Regions from separate parts of the Mus musculus genome. Here region 1 is linked to region 2. The links are chromatin contacts, called in public promoter capture Hi-C maps. All regions are on one chromosome and are shown on one strand. The core of a region is the stretch at or near the end of the contact, and the rest is flanking DNA. Distances in the headings are between cores, read along the strand shown.

Region 1 (6,056 bases), core at 1,486-3,985, 850 kb after region 2:
GGGAGAGGAGGGCTCAATCAGCAAGACCAGCTACAGAGGCCAGCAGCGGCTGCCCAGCCCACAGAGATACTTGGAGAAGGTGTGACAGTCTGCTGTCTGTAACTGGGGACAGCCAGGGCTCACACCTATGAGCCCTTTGCAAAACATACCTAGGGTACCCCTCAGCTGCCCTACCCTGTTTCTTCCAGGGCATGGGGTGGGGAAGATTTGGCCAATCTGACAGAGAACAGTAAGCAGAAACTTAGAAGTGATTGACAGGTCCTTTCATTCATTAAAGCCAAGAGGGCCTCCCACTTCAATAGGAAAAACAAAACAAAACAAAACAAAACAAAAACAAACAAACAAAAAAAAAACAAAGACCAAAAAAACAAAAACCAAACCAAAACAATAAAAACCAATGCTGACCAGTCCTCTTGCCTGAAAATGACCCTCTCTTTACTCAATGAAGGGATCAGGGACAAAGCTGTCAGCTGGCTACCAAACACCTCGTAGTAAAGTGCCTATGTGACCAGGTCTAATGTCACCATCATCACCCTGAAGTCTCTGTGACAAGGTATTATTTAGCCTCACTCCACACACCAGGGGAAACTGAGCCACAGGCAAAGCTCTCTGCTTCAAGGCCATGGGCAAGCAGGAAGACAAGGAGACAGTCTGCAGGAGGAAGACGACAGGCCGTTCAGGCAAGAGGGTGGTGGAGAGTGGCTTCCCAGCACCCTCTGAGGGGACAAGGAAGGCCTCCTTTTGGGGGGACCAGATCTCAGAGCCATCCTAAGAGCATTCAGGGAAATTAGAGAAGAATAAGACAGAGACAGCAGAGGCTTCTGAGAAGCCCACAGATGTCCCACTGAAAGCCACAGGCTTCCTGCCACCAATGCCCAACTGCCACCTGTTTGGTACTGTTTCAGAGGCAGACATTGCTCTTACCCAGTAATGGGCCCGTGAAGCTTCCCCTAGACCTTCCACTCCTGTTCCGGGAGCCCCAGAGGGTTCTCTCCTGACTTGTCACACCTAGCCTGCAGTGGGTGCTGAGAACAGCCAGGAAGGGGGTGGGGCTCTCCCTACTGTAACCTCTATAGCAACCTCTTCCCCAGGGTAGCTAAAGATGGTCCTTGTCAGACACACCCACCGTCCAGACTGGCATTCAATGTCACACCCTGTGTTTGTCCGTGAGCTTTCCTAGCCTGACTGTTTCGTAGTTTGGACTCTACGGTCCTTTCTTCACCTTGTTGGACTTTTCCTAGTCCTTGTTCAGATGAACTCTCATCAGCTCCCAGGCAAGGATGGCCCCTCTGACTTGTGCTTGACTCTGCCTTCTCACCACGCCAGTCAGGAGCTCATCTGTTGGCCCTCCATCCTCTCAGTGGGAAGAGAAGCCTCTTAGGTTAGGCTCCACCCAGGCTTCAGCTCTGACCCAGCCTAGGGCAGTAGCAGCAGCTGGGCCCACCACACCCGACCCCCCCTGGTCTTCTTCACCTCCACCCAAAACACTAAGCCTGCAGCAAGGACCAGCAAGGATCCAGGGAGGCCTCAACCTCCCTTGCACAGCAGAGCTTCCCAGGAAGATCTCCCTGAACACTTAGCTGCCCTGGGCATTGGCTGAGTGTTCCACCCTCTGGCACAGAGGAGATCAAGGCTTGTGTCTTGGGATCCTGGGTGCCAGTTCTGGCTGGGTCACCTTAGAGAGAGGCTGCCTTCCCTTCTGCTGCTGGGGCTCATCTGTGTGAAGTCTGGGGCTGACTCTCACCACAGGAAAGACTGCCAGGGCAAATGAGCACCTGTTATTGCTCTTCAGCCCCACTCCACCCCTGGGCCCCCTTAGGGGGACCTTTCCTACACTCCCCACCCCCAATCCTGACAGCTGGAGATAGGATCAATCCTGAATTGTCTCCGAAAAAAGCCAGTTTCTGCCAGACCCGCCTTGCTCCCAGTGCCACACACCCAGCCCTGAAGGTAAGGAAGAGCCCCCCCCCCCACCCCCATTCAACTAGGGGATTGTGGCCAAGAAGGGGTGAAGGGTCATCTACCTGGGATCTTTGGTCTCATGGTCTCATGCCTACTCCAAACCATGGGATGTGGACATCTAGAAAGGTTAGAAGGTTTAATGGGTTGAGGAGCACAGGCGTGAGGACAGGAAAGGGGACCTGTAAGGAAGATTAGAGTCTAGCCCACCAGTGATAAGCACACCCCAGCACTTCTGCACTGGGAACGCGGCCTCAGAACACCCAGGTGGAGGTGAGGTTGATTTCTCACCCAGGGCTGCGGGTGGAGGTAGGGATGAGCTCAGGGGCCCCGGGCATATCTTTGGGGGGTGGGGTGGGGGTGGGGCTCCGCCTCCTAGGCCTGCAGGCCAGCGCTCAACTCCCAGCCCTGAATCCGCGGGATGTACAACCCCTGCTCGGATTCGTGCTCCCAAGGCACGCACTGGCCCGCGCTGCACCTGCACACACACCCAAACGCACACTAATGTGCGCTCGCACACGCCTCCCTCCGCGCAGCGCCTCCTACCTGCCGCGTCGCCGCAGCTGGAGCTGGACTCCCGGGATGCAGAGCACAGTGCGGGCACTGGAGCGGAGGCTAGACCAGCCCGCGCCACAGCCTGGGACTCTGCGGGGAGATGATACCCCGGCAGCCCGCAGGCGGGGGTTGGAACTTGGACCCCCGGGCTTCAGTCTGTCCCGCCCCTCCTCTCAGCCTCCTCCCATTGGAGGCCAGAGGCGTGGTCTCCCGGGGTGGGGCGGGGCGGGGAAAGGGAGGTTGTTGCGCATGCGAACTAGAGAGGCTGTGCCTCCCCCCCCCCACCCCCCTCCCTGAGGCCGCCCGATAGTGCTGGCTCGAAACTGAAAGGGTGGCCCTGACCCAACACTCCTTCAAACCCCACTCCAGTGCTGTCCGCGATAGGAGAGCATCCCGGGACGTTGGCTGCCTACCTCGCCATTGGCCTTGGAGGACCTGCGTGCCCCACTAAGTGCTGGCAGAGAATGTTGGCCGACTTGGGGTATGCATCTTAGCCGGGCTCAGACAGGGCCAAGGCAGGGCAGCTGAGAATGGGAAGACCCAATGAGATGAGAACCACTCCCTTTCCATTTGTATCCAAACACCCATTCCCAAGATTTTAGCTGGAGAAGAGGAATGTAGGCCCTGGTGAGGTGTCCAGAGGGCCCCAGTCAGTTAAGGGAAGCTGGCCCTATCCTGTCCAGACCTGTCCTGTCCTGGGCATTTATCTGCTCTGAGTGTAGACTAAAGCAGCAGGGCCCAGATTTTTGACCCTCTCTGACTGCCTTCAGAATGCCCTGGAATACACCAAGCCTTGGTTTCTTACTCTGTGAAGTGGAAACTGCAATCTCCTCAGGCCAGGCGGTTTGGGGGAATCCCAGGGAGATTTATAGATGACCAGGGCTGGCCAACAGTAGGCTGGGTCACTCTAAGGCCACAGAGACAAAGCTTGTCTGACCTGGTCATACTAGTCGCTCACAGGTCAGAAACTCAGGCCCACTCATCCCTCTAGTTTCCTGGTCTCTGTTAATGATTACCTCAACCTCAGTCATCCGGCCCTCTACCTCACCCCTGTCCCTGGCCACCTAAGTGTAGCTCCATCTGGTTACCTGACTGACCAAATAGTTTCCAACCATGTTGCTGTTCCCCCTACCCACCACCACCCACGCACAATGTTCCAAGACTACTAGGTTCCGCTCTCCATTTACCCTAGTCCTGGCCTATGGCCGCCGGCCTAGGGTTTTTACATTCTTTCCATCCCCACAGAAAAGCTCTTCTATTGCCTCCACACAGCCTCAGCGTGTCTCTGTCCAGAAGCCCTTGGTCCACAAAGCAGATCTGGATCAAGGGCTCACTCCACCAGTTACCGAGAAAGTTCTATATCCTTTAATGGTCTCAGTTTCCTTGTCTGTAAAATGGGCTTTCTAGGAGAAGCACATGGTGATTGTGGAGACAAAAAATGTCAAAAAGGTTCAGTCAAAGTCCTCAAGCAAGGTAGCAAGTAGCATTACCTCTGTCAGGGCACCTCTCAAATCTTCCGAGATAGAGCAGGGGTCATGTCTGGGAAAGTGTGTTCTTCAGCCCACAAAGCCATGGTATCCAGAGAATGCTCTGACTCTCTTCTATAGCTCTGAGTATGGAGCCAGGAGAGGGTACTATGTGTTGGTTTCATTCGTGGGCTCTGCCTTGACTCCTTAGCTGTGTGGCCTTGGACATGAGACCTGTACTGCAGAACTCAAAGCAGCACCCACACTGCAGTCGTGGGGTCTCATTGGCTTAACTCCTGGGAAGTCCTTATGGGGCCCTCTAGCTGTTACTGTCCTCTAGCCCAGCCTGCTCATTGTATAAAGATACAGTGTCTCCAGCAGCAGAGACACATACCCTGCATCATGATGTTTAGGCCCAGGTGCCTTAGAACCGGGCTTGGACTGGGAGGCCTGTCTCAGAGCCCATCTCTGGCAGCGTCCACCTTCCTGACAGATGAGGGAAGAAACCTAGAGAGACAGCGACCTGTCGAGGGCATCTGGACTTGATGGAGGAGCAGAGGCTCTGATCCTTGGGGAGCAGAAGATCAAGGCATGCCAGGAAGAGCTGGGCTGCCTACCTAACAAGGCTTTCTGGGGGGCGGATGATGCATCTTTGCCAATGTGTTGGCCTCAGGACCCTGCCAATTGGTTTTTATAAGCTTAGTCATCTAATGGTGCCATTAACGAGCCTGATGGCTAGGTGTTTTTCCATTAAATTCTCACAGTTATTAGCCCCACTTAGTCAATGGCAGACCTGAACCTCAGGGAGATGCCCCAGGTCACAAAATTAGTAAACAGCAGAACCGGGATCCAGACCTACCGAACTATGCTGGTTCTATCTATTTTGTGTTGGGCCTCTCCTTCTCCTCTCCTGGCTTTCAGGAAAAGGACATCACTGTAGGCCCCTTGATCTACTTAAAGTCCCTTGTAACTGGGGACTCATTCCTTCCAGGGATAGCCCCATCCCTTCTACTGGTCAGAATCAGAACCCGTTCTACCTAGCTCTGCAGAGCTCTATGCCTCTCACCAATGCCCAGAATCAGAATCTTCTCTGCTCAGGTCAGTAACACCATCATTACTGTTCCTGAGTAATAGTGTTACAGAGTTTCCCAGGTGAAATTCATAATGATCGGGTTTTCTTTTTTTTTTTTAAAGGTTTATTTATTTATTTATTACATGTAAGTACACTGTAGCTGTCTTCAGACCCTCCAGAAGAGGGAGTCAGATCTCATTACGGATGGTTGTGAGCCACCATGTGGTTGCTGGGATTTGAACTTCGGACCTTCGGAAGAGCAGTCGGGTGCTCTTACCCACTGAGCCATCTCACCAGCCCCCATGATCGGGTTTTCTTCCTTCCTTCCTTCCTTCCTTCCTTCCTTCCTTCCTTCCTTCCTTCCTTCCCTCCTTCCTTCCTTCCTTCCTTCCTTTATTTTCTTCCTCTTCTTCTCCTCCTCCTCCTTTTCCTTCTCTTCCTCCTTCCTTCCTTCCTTTCCTCCTACTCCTTCTCTCCCTCCTCCTCCTCTTCTTCTTTAATCATTTTGGCTGGCCATGGACTCCCAAGTTCAAATGTTTCCTCCATCTCAGCCTACTAAATGCTGGAACTATAGGTGTTGCTGTGTCTGAATGTGAACTGTGCCCACGTAGGCTCATGTGTTTAAACAGGTGGTGTCCATCAGATGGTGCTGTTTTGGAAGGTTGTAGAACTTTCAGGAGGTGAAGCCTCAAAGGAGGAAGTAAGTCATTTAAGGAAGGCCTTGAGATTTTACAACCCCACCCCTGTCCACTCTGTGCTTCTTAACTGTGGACTCAGTGTGGCTAGGAACCTTGTGTGTCCTTTCTCAATCTATAAGTCAAAACCTCCCTTTTCTAAATAGCAACTGTCATAGCAATGATAAAAGTCACTAATACAGAAAATTGGTATCATGAATGGGGTTTTTGTTATAATAAACCTGAGCAAGTCATTTGGAATTGCTTTGCAAGAGGAATGTGGGAGAACTTGGGGCTATGGACTATAGAACCTTCTTCTAGAAAGGTGTA
Region 2 (5,893 bases), core at 57-2,556:
TTCATGCCCCCACACCCTGACTCCTATGGACGCCAGGGTTCACTCGGGTCTCTTGGCAGCAGAATGTGTTTTAACTCAGTGTCTTACCAAGGCAACCCTAGCATGGCACCCTTCCCCCTAGGAGGCCTCGACCAGCCCCAGGCTGGGTCCTGGAAAGACAGGAGTGAGGGCTTTGCTAGTGACAGGCAAGAACAACCCTGTTACTGAAGAGGAATTAGAGAGATGGAAGAGAAGATGAAGAGAAGTCCCCTCTGGGACTGTCCACACTCGCCCCTGATTACAGAGCCACCACTCACTAACCTCTGCTAACCCAGCCCCCACTCCCAGCCCAGACTTTCTCTGAGGGAGGACAGGCGCTTAAGCTTCAGTTCTGCAATCTGCAAGCGATGTCAAGGCCCCCGGACTCCAGGACAAAGATGATCAGACTGCCTCTGGATCCTCAGTGTCTACTCCAGTTGGGCCCCCTCTCTTCCTTCCTTACGCCTGTTTAGCCCAGACTGGGGGTTCTCCGCAAAAAGATTGCCAGGCGTCATGGTTCTAGTTGTGGCTGCTCTCAGGACTGAGAGGTACAGAAGCTGGAACTACTCAGTTGATGAAGGAGATGGTTAAGGCTCAGAGAGGGGCAGTTAGAAGGCCAAGGTCACACAGCAAAGGCCCAGAAGCACCTAGATCCCCCACCTTCCAATCTCGTGCTCTCAGAGTCCTAAAGATAAGTAAGGAGCACTCGAAATGTCAAGAGTGCAGACACTGCCCCCGCCCCCCGACATGAGCACTCAAACACCCAAAGCCCCCTTAACTCCTAGACTTCAGAGGGCCTTACCTTAGAACCCACTCCTGGGCGGGGCGCATGGGCCGGACTAGACTAGGCTGGGCCAGTCGAGGTCAGGGCGGGTCCTCCGCTCCCCTACCGAGGGGTCCCAGACCGCAGGGATGCTGCTGCTACTTTGTGATGTCCAACTCCACCCACCCCGCTCCGCACAACCCTAGATGGACCTGGGCAGTGCAACTGCGCGGTCTCAGAGCTGCGGGACGGAACTGGGAGAGGGGTGAGGTGCGGGGAAACGGGGCGGAGCCACAGCGGGGGTTACCCTGCGAGCTCCCAGTCGGGCCGCGTCCCCTTTAAGGCCAGCTGGTCCCAGTGCCGGCGGGGCGGGCCAGTAGGGGGCTGGCTCTCCGCGTAGCCTCCTGGGAGGTGGAGTCCGGGCCCGGCACGCGGCACAGGAAGGAACGCAGAGGGGACTACAAGTCCCGGCGGCCAGCGCGCGGCCCGGGACGACCCGCCCCTGCCCCAGCCCGGCCCACCCCCTAGCGAAGCTGCGCTGGCTGGAGGGGAGGCTGCCGAGCGAGGGCAGGAGGTGGGTGCGGTGCGCAGGGGTTTCGGGGAGGGCTCTGGACCCAGCGGACGCATACATGTCTTTCCGGGCACCTGTCCTGCCGTGAAAGGTCATCTGTCGCAGCCTCGCTGTTCTCATCTGTGAAATGGGGTAGCCCCGCCCGTGGCCGCGGGGGAGGGGCGCGTTTCGGGGTGAGGGGGTAGACCGAACCACCTGAGGGGCGGGGCTGGAGAAAGGGATGCGCTGTGGGAGGAGCCTTTGGTGGGTTAGGAAGAGGAGCCGAGTCTCTAGGTGAGAAGGGGACCTCTTGTTTGATCAGAAGGGACCGGTTCCAGAGCTGAGGAGTGGGTGCTGGGTTAGGTGGGCGAGCGCGAGGCGGACCACAGGGATGACAGGGACCCCTCCCAGCTCTAGTGAACCCAGGGCGTGTGGATGTACACAGCACCATTCTTTCCATGTGACTAGAAATAAAGAGCCCATCCCTGGAGCTCAGTGCGTCACACACATACTCATTCTACTCACATCCCGCCAAGGCCTCACCGTGATAACTGTTTCCAGTTGAGCAACACACCTGATAAGTGACTTGCCCCCAAAAGCCTTCAAAGACCCTGCCTTTCTCTGCCCACAGGGGAAACAGAGGTTTGGTCTGGGGTGACAGGAAAGAAGCAAGCATTGTGATGCCCCACCCATCCAAAGTTGTGCTCCAGGACCTGTGCCCTAGCACTTTCAATGCCCAGCTACAAGGCAACCCAATGCCCCACCCATCCAAAGTTGTGCTCCAGGACCTGTGCCCTAGCACTTTCAATGCCCAGCTACAAGGCAATCCAATGCCCCACCCATCCAAAGTTGTGCTCCAGGACCTGTGCCCTAGCACTTTCAATGCCCAGCTACAAGGCAACCCTTCTATGGTGTCTTCAGGCTGGAGCTATTTGAAAGCCCTTTGTTTACAGTTATCACTGTTGGGAGGAGTGGGAAGGCCACAGGAAGAGAAAGCTGAAAGGAGGTGTGGGTGCCTGAGGAAAACCACAAGATGAGCCAGGGTGGCTAGGGAAAGTTCTGCCTGCGGTTGAGGGATGGTGTTGGGACCATCTTCAACAAAGCATTTCTGTGCAAGCAAGGAAATGCCTCAGGTTGGGTGGTCTCTTCTTCCAGCCCACCCCCACCCCGCCCTGATGGGCACAAATCCCAGTGCCCCTTGTGTGAACTGAGGGGAGCAGCCTGTAGGCCTCTCAGAGATAGGACAGGGCAAGGTGGCCGTCAGCTGTTGGGTGTGAAAGGATGAAGGGGAAGTCTGCAGAGCTCTGGGCCAAAGCCCTATCCTGGAGATCACCCTGGGTAAGGCTGGGAAGCTGCTAGGTGATCGGCAGTCGTCACTCACTTGAACCCGGTGCTCTGTCCCTTCCCCTGCACAGTGGAAGCCACCATGGCCTTGGCAGCATGACAGCCAATTAGACATTGTCCTACACATTTGATTCCAAAGTGAAAATTCAAGGGAGTATTTTCAAAATGAAAAGTTTTAAAGTGTTTATCTCCAAAACAGGGACATAAATAGTCCTGTTGGTGCACAAGTCCGGGAAGGTGAAGATAGGTCTAACTAAACAAAGTTAAAAAAAAAAAAAAAAAATGTCTTCCCTACTCCCTGCCCAGCCCCAGTTTCTGGGGATAGCAAGGGATTTCTTCAGCAGGGAAGCCAGGCTCCTACTTAGGTTAACTGTGCTAAGTACTGAGCATAAAGTACTGTGCTAAGTACTGAGCATAAAGTGCTTTGAGTCAAAAAGGATGGTGTGGGTGCTACAGGTGAGGCTTGGCAGCCTGATGAGATTTTTCCTTCAAAATCCTGGCCAAGGGGAGGCTAGAAGTCAAGTTGCAGAGGAAGGGAAGGGCCTGTCATGCTGGTCTATAAAGCCTACGAGAGTGTCTATTTCATGAGGCAGTGGTGGCTCTCACCTTTAATCGCAGCTCTTGGGCAACAGAGGCAGGCGGATTTCTGAGTTTAAAGCCAGCCTGGCCTACAGAGTGAGTTCCAAGACAGCCAGGGCTACACAGACAAACCCAGTCTTGAAATACAGAAAGAGAGGAGAGAGGGAGGGAGGGGGGAGTAGAAATTAGCATGTTGAGTAACTATCACAGTTTGAACTGTCATGGTTTTCCTGGCCGCCACCATCTTCCCTCGGAGAGCCTACCACAAACACTGACTCTGGGCAAAGACCATATGCTGTCCTCTACCCCAGAAGTCCCATTGGTTCTCTCTGCCCATGCTCAGCACACCTTGGCTGCACAGCAGGAGTCTCCTTCCTGCCACTTGACAGCCACAGATGCTAGGCTCAGGAGGATGCTGTTGTCAGAAACAAGGCCCAGACAGCCATATCTCAACCCTGGATCACAGAATGGAAGAGGGGCAGGCTGATCCTCTGGGCTAAGTCCAATCTAGAAGGACTTCCTGATCAAAACACTTCTCCAACTTCGGTCCTAGTTGACTATCTTAGTCTCTAAATACCAAACCTGCATTCACCTATTCATGCTTGAACACACTTGCCTTTCCACAGACACACACACAAACACACACACACACACACAGTCAGACACACACATCTCCCAGTTACTTTACCTTATAAGCCAAGCTTGATTGCTTGCCCCTATAGTCCAAGCTACTCAGGATGCTGAGGCAGGAGGATCACTTGAGAGCTCCAGACCAACTGAGAAAGGGCAGCATTATGAAAACCTATCACACAAGAGAAAGGAGGGAAAAATAGAAAGAGTGACTGAGAGAGGGAGAAAGAAAACATGAATATCTTAGCCAGGCATAATGGCACATGCCCATGTCCCCAGCACTTGGCACACAAAGCAGAAAGATTGGTTTTCGGCCAGCCTGGGGCACATAGTAATACCTTATCTAAAATTTTATCTAAATTTTCCTAAAGTCTCCAGCATATCTCCATCTCATAAGAGTGGTGTTTTCCTACGTAATTGTAATCTTACCTTTTGTATTTCCAAATAAACACTTGGTATTAAATTCTTTCCAGATTGCCCTTCTCCAAAACCCTTTAGTTGTTACCTTTAATGATCCAGTCTAGTCAAGATCCACCCACTGTATCTGTTAACATTTCTTTGAGCAAATCATTTAATCTGGAAAGGGCCATCTCATATGTTTTTATTTGATTAGTTCCTTAATGATTAGATCTTAGCTATTTCAGTTTCTGGCTTTTTAGTAATGTGGACTTCTGATCCCATCATTTTAGAAGGCAGCTATCAGGGGTCTTCATGAAGCCATTTGGTTAGTGGTTAATGTCATGACAGCATACATCTCCATGGTAACAGGGAAAATGTCTGTGATACATTCTCTAGACCAGTGGTTCTCAAAATGTAGGTCATGACCCCTTTGGGGGTCAGATGACCCTTTCACGGGTCACCTAAGACCACTGGGAAACATGCGTTTGCATTCTGATACCTAGCAGTAGTTAAATTACAGTTATAAAGTAGCAGTGAAATAATTTCATGGCTGGGGTCAGCACAACATGAACAACGGTGTTAAAGGGTCCCAGATGGGGAAGGTCAAGAGCCTCTGCTCCAGACTGTGTTCCTTCCCTGCCATAGCCGCTGGTGATCTTTGCCTGAATTGCAGCACTGAAGGCTACAAAATGGTGTGGTCCTAATTGTGCTGTTCTTTCTGTGTTAGTTGGTGTTCATTTTGAGTGGAGAAGTATGTTGAGGCAGGGTCTCCTGTAGCCCAGGCTGGCCCTGAACTCCTTCCTAGTGTCCCTACCTCTGCCTCCCAAGTACTGGATAAAACAGGCCTACAACACTGTGTTGGTTAGTGGTAATTGTCCACATGACAAAATCTAGAATCACCTGTGAGCCAGGCCTCTGGGCATGCTCTGGGAGACTATATTGATTATCTTAATTGATGTGGGGTGATCTGAGTTAGTTATTTTTCTCTTGCTGCGATAAAACACCTTGACCAAGGCAATTTGTAAACGAATTTGTTTGAGCTTATCCAGAGAGCTAAGAGTCCATCTTGGCAGTAAGAAGAGTTGAGAGCTCACATCTTGAACTGCAAGTAGAAAGCAGAGAGCAGGCTGAGAATGGTGCATAACTCTTAGAACCTCAAAGTCTGCCCCAAGTGACAAACTTCCTCCAGCAAGGCCACACCTCCTAAATCTACCGAACAGTACCACCACCACCACCACCACCACCACCCCAGACCAAATACTCAAACACCTGAGCCTATGGAAGATGTTCTCATTCCAACACCACAAGACCTATGTTTCTAGTTTTTTTGTTTGGTTGGTTTTGGGGTAGTTGTTGTTGTTGTTCTGAGACAAGGTCTCACTGTGTAGCTCTGTAGCTTTCTGGCTATCTGGAACTCACTGTTTCAACCAGCTAGCCTTAAACTCAAGGGGATCTGCCTCCTCCTGCTGGGATCAAAAGTATGTGTCACTACACTGGGCCACAAGACCAGCTTACAAATGGAGAAAAGAAACTGGGTGCTTGCTGCCTTCTGTTTCCTGACTGTAGATGAGTGTGACCATGTGATGTGCCTCCTCAGTGTGACCATGTGG

The links. Promoter capture Hi-C pulls out the DNA fragments that hold promoters and counts their contacts.
Region 1: a promoter capture Hi-C map of pre-B cells shows a contact between it and region 2. The contact joins the promoter of Capn5 here to the promoter of Kctd21 in region 2.

The regions. Positions count from the first base shown.
Region 1 is chr7:98,175,539-98,181,594 of GRCm38.p6, forward strand. It overlaps Capn5 (calpain 5), which reads right to left and starts at 2,736. Exons shown (of 13, transcript NM_007602.4): 1 at 2,506-2,736. Gm16938 (predicted gene, 16938) reads left to right here and starts at 1,656. Exons shown (of 3, transcript NR_045972.1): 1 at 1,656-1,950; 2 at 3,787-3,872.
Region 2 is chr7:97,331,017-97,336,909 of GRCm38.p6, forward strand. It overlaps Kctd21 (potassium channel tetramerisation domain containing 21), which reads left to right and starts at 1,307. Exons shown (of 2, transcript NM_001039039.3): 1 at 1,307-1,355. Usp35 (ubiquitin specific peptidase 35) reads right to left here and starts at 1,093. Exons shown (of 11, transcript NM_001177412.2): 1 at 821-1,093.